Regions from separate parts of the Ovis aries genome. Here region 1 is linked to region 2. The links are chromatin contacts, called in public Hi-C maps. All regions are on one chromosome and are shown on one strand. Each heading gives the region's core, a stretch centred on a gene start, on an enhancer-like site or on the middle of the called end of the contact. The rest is flanking DNA. Distances are from core to core; before and after follow the strand shown.

Evidence for each region. A called contact is a pair of places that touch in the nucleus more often than the background predicts.
Region 1: a Hi-C map of liver shows a contact between it and region 2, with 4 times the contacts expected there. The contact joins the promoter of GLRX5 here to the enhancer-like site in region 2. A contact is called at or near these places in 11 of 16 Hi-C or Micro-C datasets (blood, hypothalamus, liver and 4 more).

The regions. Positions count from the first base shown.
Region 1 is chr18:58,108,240-58,113,858 of ARS-UI_Ramb_v3.0, reverse strand. GLRX5 (glutaredoxin 5) reads right to left here and starts at 1,814. Exons shown (of 3, transcript XM_060401462.1): 1 at 1,478-1,814. The coding sequence starts at 1,775. It overlaps LOC105603234 (a long non-coding RNA gene), which reads left to right and starts at 2,230. Exons shown (of 4, transcript XR_009597123.1): 1 at 2,230-2,363; 2 at 3,618-5,619. It also overlaps LOC114109243.
Region 2 is chr18:58,020,440-58,026,116 of ARS-UI_Ramb_v3.0, reverse strand. It overlaps SYNE3 (spectrin repeat containing nuclear envelope family member 3), which reads left to right. Exons shown (of 18, transcript XM_060401917.1): 8 at 1,073-1,247. Among named protein-coding and RNA genes, the nearest start is that of SYNE3, 69 kb to the left of the region's middle. Within about 2 kb of position 2,501, at least 12 of the 54 cell types and tissues checked have an H3K27ac peak or open chromatin away from gene starts, as enhancers often do. A contact at or near this core is called in liver and tail adipose tissue, where this site is marked.

The DNA.
Region 1 (5,619 bases), core at 565-3,064, 88 kb before region 2:
GGGGAAAAATACTTTTAAAGTCATAAAGTGCTAATAATAAAACAGCTACCATTTAGTGGGTGCCTTCCCTGTGCCAGGTGAGATGACGGGCACATTCTAAAAGTTTTCCTTTCTCTTTGTTCCTCACAAAATCTTTGGCACACGTGGTTTCATTATCCTCATATTATTCAAAGGGAAAACGCAGTTTTGTGCCTTGCTTCAGGCTGCAGAATGGATTGGCCACAGGATTCTAACCTGAAGCCTTTCCCTGACACCAGCCTGTCTCGTCCATGTTGGAATGACTATGATGGACAACTTCAAATGCAGAACAGCAGAAAACAGAACTCGGCATGCAGACTACCAGAGAACTTGGTGCCTTAAAACTCTCCAGGACACTGTCACTAAACAACCTCAGGAAGACTCAGGGAGAACTCAGTCACTGAAAAGTCTAACTGGAATGCCACGCTTCAGCGGGTACAGGGACAGTCCCCCCATTTCTCTGCCAGCCCCATCCACCCCAGCCAAAGGGCAGGCCTGGTTTTCCAGGCAAGAATACTGGAATGCGTGCCCGTGCCATTCCCTTCTCCAGTCCCTCCTACTCAACTCACTTGAAACAGCAGAATGCAGGTAAGGTTCACAGCAGGAGACTCAACAGCAAAGGTGCTAATTAACTGTCAGGGCCCTCCTCCCTCCCTCCAGAGACAGTGACAAGTCACAGACTCTGCATACTTTGCCCCAGAACCTGACTGGCTCCTGGAGCTGCCAGCTTGAGTTAGCTAGGGCTCAGGAGTCATTCCTCGTCCAGCTCCCCACAAACCTCTCTAAGATACCCTATCTCCCACAAATCTCCCCCATCCTTGAGTATCTGAACATAAATTTTCATGTCTTTTTCAGCAGCAGACGTCAGCTAAGTCCACTCCAAAAGCTGAGTCCAGCCCCTCCTTGTAAGCAACGACGGAGAACGGTCCCTGACCACCCTCATCCCCCAGCCTTGAGGCACGACAGGCCAATCTCTGAATCCCCGAGCCTCAGAAAAGGGCAACCTCGGCCCTCCCGGCACCATCAACAGCACCTGTCCCTTATCCACGGGACAGGCCACTCCCTCAAATTGTTCCCAAGTGATTACTTCTTAGGGCCTCTTCCTGTATCCCTCTGCCCCACTTCCCCACTCCTGCAGAGCTGGGAGTCGGGCTGCTGATAATGTTGCTTGGACTCAGCCGAAGAGAACTTGCCCCGAAACGCCTACTGCAGCTCAGAGTGAGGATCGGAGAACCTCTAGGACTTAAACCCGCTGCACAGACTGGCCCAGAGCCCCAGATCTTCAAAACCTAGTTCCAACTCGATCGTGCCCCCACTCTAGATGCTCTGATGCGGTGTGGAAACCCATACCCTAACCCCCTCCCCTCGAGCCCCCGGACGGACCTGCCCGACAGACCCTCGGCCCCGTAGAGCAGCCAAGGAAGGTCGCCCCCCAGCCCCGCCCGCAGCCGGCCCTGACCTTGCCGGAGCTGGGGGTCGTCCAGCACATTGTAGGCCGCGTAGTCGCGGACGCCGTGCAGCCGCAGGATCTGCACCACAGCGTTGCTGAAGCCGCACTGGGGCTGCTCCGGCGTCCCCTTGAGGAAGACCACCACCTTGTCCTTCTTCACCAACGCGTCCAAGTGCTCCGACGAGCCGCTGCCGCCCGAGCCTGCCGCCCGCACGCCCGGGCCCCGGAGGCCGCCGCCTACGCCGCGCCCCCAGCGGAGCAGAGCGGTCGCCGCCGCCGCCGCCGCCCGGCCCAGAGAGCCGCTCATCCCAGCACGTTGGCCGCAGCTCTTGACCGCCGGCGACCTGGGCTAGCCAGCCGGAGCCTTCCCGGGGCCCGGCCCGCGGCGACTCGGCCCGCCCCCCGGAGGCCCTCATTGGACCGGCTCCGAATAGCTCTCCCTCATTGGATAGAGCTGGCCCGCAATTACTTGATTCTACCAATCAGATTGCTCGTCCCGCCCCGACAGGTTGAAGGAGGTCTTTACGTCTGAGCCACTACCCACCCCCTTACCATTGGCCGTCGGCAACCGCTTCGTCAGCTGATTGGAGAAAGTGGATGTCCATCAGTGTCACGACGTTCCGTGGTAAGCAGAGGCGAAACCAAAAAGACGACTTCCCTCCGAAGGGCAGACGGGCCTGCTGGGATACTGTGGGAGGACTGGGTCAGGCGCTGGGCGGGGTTTTCGCAGCTCCGCGGAACGCCGGGAAGGGGTCACGTCCAGACGAGGATTCCGGTTCCGGTGCAGACGGCGGCAGCGGCGTTGCCACGGCAGCGTGGTTGGCCGGTACCTGGGTAGTGAGCTCGCGTTGTTGGAGGGGCTGGAGTTGGCTTCGGTCCTGCGTTGTCCGCTTAGGTGAGCTGCCGGAGCTTCCGTGAGGCCGCGGCGGGAACAGGGACCGCGCGGGCCTCTGGGGGCCGGGCCTGGCCGGGGTTACGAGGTCGGGGCGCGCGGGGCTTGAGTCCCGGCCCTCCGGCTGTCCCGCTGCTCACGTGGGAGACCCAGACCCTTTCTCGCCTCTGCACCTCGATTATTTCACTAAAATAGCTTTTGACTTTTAAAGTTCACGAGGCGCTCTTGTCTGTGTGGTCGGGGCTTCGCTGACTTTTCAGCCTACTTAAGCCCCTGGGCCTGGGCCCCAGGAAAGGTGTGTTGAGTGAGAAACTTAAGAAAGGAATTGGTTCGTTCGAGGAACGTTTTCCGAGCAGCTGCTGCGTACAAGGCACGGCGCCGGGGAGAGACGTCCAGTGAGACCTGTGCCCAAAGGTTGACAGATGAGAGGCGGGCGCAAAGCAATGTGGGGGTACAGGGGAGGGAAAGGAAGCCTCCCGAGGCCCACCGCTTTCTCCATTCTTCATTGTGCATGTCACACCTTGTCGTACATCATTAGCTTGTTGTTGCCTTCCCTCCCAGACCCTTGACTTCATTCACCGCTGCATCTTCAGTACGTAAAACGGGTGCTTGCGTTGCTGACAAGAGTGACCCCCGAAGAGCGGGGCTCCGTGAAATCGCCATGTGATCTGTAGTCTCGGCGTCGCACTGGGTTGATGGTACCCTGGAGCACCCCAGACTTGCAGAGAAAGCATCCTCCAGAGGAAGCTGAGGCAGGACTGCTCGAGGGCCGGCAGTGCCATGTGCAATTTTCCTCTGATAGTTCCCAGTGCTGTTGCCACGGTGATGATGGCTGTGCCATGCCATTGTCTATCAACCGACAGGAAGAGAAACTTTGGCAGTCAGATATTGTTTAACAGATGAAGTGGTTTCTGTTGGACACTTCAGTACTGCTACAAATTACCTTTCTTTTCTTTTCTTTTTTTTTAAAACCCTAAGTATTTTAAAAGTTGTGGCTGGAGGTGACCTCGTTCTGCATTCAAGGTTAAAAATCTGAAAATTAAAATATGTGCTTTCAGCAAGAGTATCTTCTAAATAATCATTCAGCATGAAACTTGAGCCCCATAAGCTGAAAATTAAACTCAAGACTTTCCTCAGAAATGCTCCCCAGTGACATATTTATTTAACCCCCCTCTGATGTTATTGATGTTTAGTACTTTACTAATGTGGGACCCACGATTGATGAGCTTCTTAAAGAATCCTTTTTCTCTCCCCCAGAGTCATTGATTCCAGGTAAATCAGAGGAACAGACATCATGAACAGAAATAATACGGAAAGTGATGTGATGCAGAAGTTTAACTATTGTTCCAGAAGTCCAGCATCTGTGGCTCATAACTTTAGGAACTGTATCATTTTCAAGGTCACCTAACATATACTCATATTGGGTTGGCCAGAAAGTTCATTTGGTTTTCCTGTAAGCTGAGAAAACCGGCATGAACTTTTTGGCTAACCCAGTGCTTATAGTAAGTTTATTTTATTTTATTTTTTCAATAAATATTGACAGTTTGTTCCAGAAAATGTAAATTGTTCATTGCCTCCTATAAGCTGCCTGATTCTCTGCTTGTGTTCACTGGATTAGGGAGAAGAATTTGCAAACCGATTATGTGAGGGTCCAAAATGTAAAACTGGGTGGTGGGGAGTAGCCTGTTGTTTGCCTGGTCTGTAACATTGGCTTTGCCTGTACAATTGACAGACATTTTATTAAGTTGAGAATATAGCTGTCATTAAGAATAATCCTTGAGCAGGAAGAATATGAACCCTATGTTTTCCAAACTTACGATAGAGTTGCTAGTTACAGTCAATACGGTGAGACTGTCTGAAATGCAAGGACATGGAAAAGCAAGCGGGGGTTCTTTCAAAGAGCTAAGTGGGATGACTTTGATAAGATGATGAAGGGAAAGAGATCATGTATCTAGACCAAAGAAATTGAAGCAATACACCTAAATGTAAGTTTTTAATAAAGTAACCTGAAGTATAAAATGTATGTGTTGAATATATTCCTTTCTGTCTTTGACTTAAAACCACTCATCAGGTGTTGGCACCAAACATCAGTGATTTAGAGAATCAAAGAAAATAGTGTTCAAAATATTTCCTCCAAAGCACCAGCCTCTTGTATATAACCTGGCTTCTGAATTATCAACTTTCTCACTAGAGACTCTATAGTGAACCTATGACAAAAATTCTTAAACAGTTGTAAGGAATCTGCCTTTGTATGCAAGTACATTTGGGCGTTCTGAACTGGACATCACCCTCTTTATCACTTTGTGATCTCTCCCTTGGGGACATTAACAGGGAAGTGGGGGTGGGAAGTACAAGAAACCTAGGAGAATCCTGGGATTTGGGTCACAAAATGTAATTTGACCCCAAACTAAATAGTCTACTATGTAAACATGCTGACTCAGGCATCCTAAAAGTGGTTTTCTTTCCCGTGGTTATTTATAGATAAGGTTTTACTATATTTAGTAAAATTTCTCCTTTCTACCCACTCCGAAAGCAAATGCTGGTTGAACCCATAGTTAAAACCTTACAAATTTGACATCGTTTCTTCCTATATATCAGCCCTAAACAAAAAGGATTACCCAGCCTAAAGGTGGAACTTCATTTGAACACTTGGTGTGTCAGTGTTTTGATACTCTTAACTTCAGTCCTGAGGTTCATGCTGCCTTCTGACAGGGTGTGGTTATTTTGTATAGGACACATGACCCCAGAAACTTCCAGTAGGTCCGAGCTGGCTGGAGCATTCTGTAAGTGTCATTTTAAGAGAAAAGTGGCTGCTTGTGTTGCAGGATGGCTAGAGCCCCCAGACATTCCTGAGCTAGAATAGCATTCGAGACCCAGATTTCTGTAGACCTGAGCCAGAACCCGAGACCTTTCTCCATGATGACCTTAGCTCTTGAGTCGTTTTAGAGCATCACTGCAATCCTGGAATTAACTTGATTCCCTAAAAATAAATGATAAAATGTGTGGCAGTGCCCAGCCTCCCGAGAGGAGTTTTGCTCACTGGTAAGGCAAAGATAGAAACGCCTTTGCAACCTTTACTACCTCTATCTGACAAGACAGCTGGGTTTATAAATACTTCTCTGGCCATGGGAGTGGCCTCGGTTTTGCTAATCGCAGTTTCTCACATCATGTGGGCTCAGCTTAGAGGCAAGGAGGCTTTGTTCAGGCACTCCCTTCTCTGCCGCAGAGGTAGTGCTCTCCATCTGGGTAAAATGAAGGA
Region 2 (5,677 bases), core at 1,252-3,751:
TTGTTTTTTTTTCCCCACCACTGAGTCACCTAAGAAGCACCCCTGTAGCATCTCTCATTCCCTTGTCTGATACAGGAGGTTCCCCAAGGAGGAACTCAGGGAGCTCCCCCCTTGCTGGGTGTCTCTCACCCCACAGTGTTAGCAGGCCACCCTTCTGTATATTCAGAGCAGCGACCTGGTTCCCCCAGGGTGCTAGTGGGCGGTGGGACAGGGTGGCTGAAGTCTCCTTCGCTGCTCTTGTTGAGGTGGCGGGTGCTGGTTATCTATGACTGAGTGCTAGACGGCCTATATACATTATATATATACATATGTATATACATATGGGCTTTCCAGGTGATGCTAGTGGGAAAGAATCCAGCTGCAATGCAGGAGATACAGGTTCGACCTCTGGATCAGAAAGATCCCCTGGAGGAGGGTACTGCAACCCACTTCAATTTTCTTGCCTGGAGACTCCCATGGACAGAGGAGCCTGGCACGGTATAGTCCATATGGTTGCAAAGAGTCAGACATGACTGAAGCGGCTTAGCATGGCGTGTCACGTGTAACTGATTTATAGTATTTTGTTAGTTTCAGTTGTACAGCAAAGCGATTTAGTTATACATATAATATATATCTATTCTTTCTCAGATTCTTTTCCTTGTAGACTATTATAAGTTATTGAATATAGTTCCCTGCGCTACATGGGCATTATATTTGAAAAATTTTCTGTAGGAATTATTTGGGCCTAGTATAATGGCATCTTACTCAAGAAGGGATTTTGTTGCTTTTGTGAGTTGCTGGGGGCAGGCCGCCTGAGTCTGAGGTCTCCACAATTCCTCTTCGAGGCTTGTTTCTTTCCCTGGTCTGGAAGCTGGGCTGCACGTCTGTTGGAGGACTGGCTTACCTCCAGAGCACTTGTATCCGGAAAGCCTAGGCCTCAGGGTCCCCTGGACAGCCCGGCAGCCTATGGAATAGGGGAAGAGCTTGCCCCAGGGGCAGCACACGTGAGGTGCTCTGGGGGTCCGGGGGGAGGCCTGGCCCCTGGACTGACCCACTCTCTCCTCTCTCCGTGCCCCCTCTCCTGTGCTCACAGAATGAAGGCCAAGAGCAGCAGGCTGCGCAACACCGCAGCCACAGAGCTATGGCAGCGTTTCCAGCGGCACCCCCAGGACCTGCACCTATGGAGGGAGCTGGCCCAGAGACTCCTGGATGTCACCGCCAGCCTGCCAGACCCGCCCTCCATCCACACCTTCCTGCCGCAGATCGAGGTAAGCCTGGTTCTGTCGGGAGGGATGGTGGGGGCCCCTGGGGGAGACCACCAGCCAAATGCGGCATTTCGGCCATCCCTGCAGGGAAAGACGTATCTCTCGGTCCTCCAGGTATCTGGGTAGAGCTCACTAGCAGCCTGGCGGGTCCCAAGTGCACACTTGTAATTATCAGGGACAAAAGTCACCCTCAGTTCTTGGAGAGAAGGCGAAGCCTGGTGCTTGGTGTGGCCCCAGGACTCTGCCATGATCCGCCCACACTGGTTCTCTTCCCGACCCGGCTACAGACAGTCCTCTGCTGGAAGTCTGAGGATGTCAGGCCATTACCTTTAATGTGTACCCATTGGGATGCATGTGACAAGTGGCAGAAAACTGACTTTCTGGTGGTTCCAGAGCTGGCTTGATAGCTCAGTGGTATCTTCCAGAACCTAGGCTCTTTGCAGCTCTAAACTGCATCTGCCTTCAGGTCCCGGGGTGGCTGCTGGCACTGCCCGTGTGCATCCTGACTGGTGTACTGGGCTCATGATATATGGCTGTGTGTCCTCGTATTTTCAGTTGACACATCTGAGCTTTTTCTCAGCACCCTTTAAAATGGTTCAATAGCATGGTTCAAGAAATCACTTTAAATGGATGCAGACTATTCCATTTGGGGGCGTGCCCTTTTATTTATTTTTTTAAGTAGCCACAATTCGATTGTTGAGGTTGTTTGCAATTTTCGTTGTCATAATGAATGTGCATTGAATATGTATGGACACTGAGTTTTATTTCCATTGCTAGCATTCTCCTCCTTTTACTGATGAGGGATCCGGGCCAGGGAGAAGTGAGAGAGCATGTTCAAGGTCTGGCTGCTCAAGAGAGGCAGAGCTGGGGCCAGAACTGTGGGTTATAGAGTCTTGGCTAACATTCTCAGCCCTGTTTTCACTTTGGCTTCTGGAAACAGCTCTGCGGAACAAGCAGAATGATTCTTATCATTTGACTGTTGGGGAGCCACTTGCTTGAGGTTAACACAACCGTTGAGTGACAGGGCTGGCTTTGACCCAGGCCTGTCCAACTTTCCCTGCTGTGTCAGGATATTGCCTCCTGTCCTTCCCACTGGGGCAGAAAGCAAACGGGGACCTTCTTGAGGCAGGAGGGAGGTCCTGTCGCTCTAGAGTGGGACCCAGGACTCCCACAGCAGGACTTTCACTGAGCAGTGGGTTGGAACACGTGGGGCCAGGACTTTGGCTTACTCACCTTTGGAGTCTGTTTGCTGGTTGGGAGTGTGTCTTGCATCACTCCCACTGGCCTGCCTGGGCAGAAGGGATTTCACAGGTCAGGGCTCAAGCTGCCAGCCCTCTCTTTTTTGGCCACACCATGCGGCATGTGGGATCCTAGTTCCCCAGCCAGGAATTGAGCCCATACCCCTGGCATTGAGAGTGCAGAGTCTCAACCGCTGTACTGCTGGGGAAGTCCCAGCCCTCTCTTTTCTCAACTCAGCTTCTGCATCTAGCCTCAGAGCGGCTTGTGGATTGAAAGTGAAAGTGTTAGTTGCTCCACTGTGTCTGACTCTTTGTGACCCCATGGACTGTAGCCCTCCCAACTCCTCTGTCCATGGAATTCTCCAGGCAAGAATACTGGAGTGGGTAGCCATTCCCTTCTCTAGGGGATCTTCCTGATTCAGGGATGGAACCCAGGTCTCCTGCCTTGCAGGCATGTTCTTTTCTGTCTGAGCCACCAGGGAAGCCCTGTGGGTCCGCAAAGCTCCAGCCAAAACCTGGGCGTGGCTGGTGTGTTAGTTCTCTAGGGTTGCTGTAACAAAGCACCAAAAAGTGGTGCTTTTATATAAAAAAGAAAACAACAGAACTTCATTCTCTTAAAGTTCTGAAAGCTGGAAGTCCGAAGTTGATGTCTCAAGAGGATCTTGCTGTCTCCAGTGGTTCTAGGGGAGACTCCTCCCTTGCCTCTTCTAGCTTCTGATGTTCCCTGCCGGTTGCTGGCATTCACTGCTTTGTAGGTCCACCACTCTGATCTCCGCCTGTCATCATGGACCATCCTCCCCCTAAAGATCTCCGCCACCTCTTCCCTCTGTGCATGCTGCTGCGGCTAAGTCACTTCAGTCGTGTCCGACTCTGTGCGACCCCATTGACGGCAGCCCACCAGGCTCCCCCGTCCCTGGGATTCTCCAGGCAAGAACACTGGAGTGGGTTGCCATTTCCTTCTCCAATGCATGAAAGCGAAGTGAAAGCGAAGTCGCTCAGTTGGGCCTGACCCTCAGCGACCCCATGGACTGCAGCCTTCCAGGCTCCTCCGTCCGTGGGATTTTCCAGGCAAGAGTACTGGAGTGGGGTGCCATTGCCTTCTCAGTCTGTGCATGCATCTGGGTCTAAATCTTCCCTTTCTGTAAAGGCACCAATCAATGACCTCATTTTAACCTGATTGCCTCTGTAAAGCCCCTCTCTCCAAAGAAGGTTGCATTCTAAGGTAGTGGAGTTGAGACTTGACCAAACCTTTCTTCCCCCAACCATTTCTCTTTTGAAGGTCACAATTCAACCCAGAACAGCTGGTCAAATAATAATGGCTGAGAAGATCTATCTTTTCTTGTGAGGGTCCTGCACTGTGTTAAATGCTTTTTAGGCATTTAAGCCTCGTGACAGCCCCACGAGCTGCGATATGCCTATTGGTCATTTACCGATGAGGAAACTGAGGCTTGGAATTACCCAGGTTCTCCCAGTCAGTGGTGGTGGTGGCGGTTTAGTCACTAAGTCATGTCCCACTCTTGGGATCCCAAGGACTGTAGCCCACCAGGCTTCTCTGTCCATGGGATTTCCTAGGCCAGAATACTGGAGTGGGTGGCCATTTCCTTCTCTACGCCCAGTCAGTGAGCCATCCAAACTCATGATTGCAACTCCCCAGCCTGATTTCTTCACCCTTGTGATACTGCGTCTTGAGTCTGGCAAAAAGGGAATGAAGGTGGCCCCCTGCCTCAAGAGGCTTGGCCTCTGTGTGGCTAATCACCAACTATACACGTCATCAGCAGGTCACCTACCTGGGCTGCAGTCTTACTTCCTCTCCACCCCATGCCCAGCTCATTGTCTCTGTAACATCATCAGATATCAAGTGGAAGGACTCTGGCCAGCTGAAAACAAAACCCCTGACCTCCAGACTCCTGAGCCCTTGGTGAGAGAAGCAAGACATATTTACCTCTAATAACTGGTTGATCAATAGGACCATGAAGTCGGGCAAAGGGCTTTGGGGCAGGAAGAGTGAGTGTCAGGTGGGAATGTGACCAGGGCAGGCTCCTTGGAGGAAGTGGGGCCTGGGCTGTGCAGAGTTCAGGCTATCTGCATGGGAGCTGGCTGCGGCTGCAGAGTTCCCTGTTGGTCCTCTCTCTGCCCCATGAGCTCCTGTGCATCACGACCCCACTGAGATGCCACCTCCTCTGGGAGGCCTTCCTGAATTCCCTCTGATCATGCTCCCCTAGGCCCTTTTGTGGTTGTTCAGTTGCTAAATTGTGTCAGACTCTTTGCAACCCCATGGACTGCAGCACGCCAGGCTTCCCTGTCCTTCACTATCTCCCGGAGTTTGCTCAAACTCATGTCTATTGTCTCAGTGATGCCATCCAACCTTCTCATCCTCTGTCACTCTCTTCTGATCCTGCCTTCAATCTTTCTCAGCATCAGGGTTTTTTCCAATGAGTCAGCTCTTCACATCAGGTGGCTAAAGTATTGGGGCTTCAACTTCAGCGTCAGTTCTTCCAATGAATAATCAGGGTTGATTTCCTTTAGGACTGACTGGTTTGACCTCCTTGCTGTCTGAGGGACTCTCAAGAGTCTTCTCTAACACCACAGTTTGACAGCAGCAATTCTTTGGCGCTCAGCCTTCTTTTGGTCCAGCTCTCACATCCATACATGACTCCTGGAAAAACCATAGTTTTGATTATATGGACTTCTGTCGGCAAAGTGATGTCCCTGCTTTTTAATATGCTGTCCGGGTTTGTAATAGCTTTTCTTCCAAGGAGGAAATGTCTTTTAAGTTCATGGTTGCAGTCACCATCCACAGTGATTTTGGAGCCCAAGAGAAAATCTATCGCTGCTTCCGCTTTTTCCCCTTCTATTTGCCATGAAGTGATGGGGCCAGATGCCATTTTAGTGTTTTGAACATTGAGTTTTAAGTCACTGTTTTCACTCTCATCAAGAAGCGCTTTAGTTTGTCCTCACTTTCTGCCATTAGAACGGTATCATCTGCATATCTGAGGTGGTTGACATTTCTCCTGAAAATCTTGATTCTAGCTTGTGATTCATCCAGCCCAGGATTTCGCATGATATACTCTGCATATAAGTTAAATAAATAGAGTGACGATGTACAGCTTTGACATACTCCTTTCCCAGTTTTGAACCAGTCGTTTGTTCTGTGTAAGGTTCTGACTGTTGCTTCTTGACCCACATTCAGGTTTC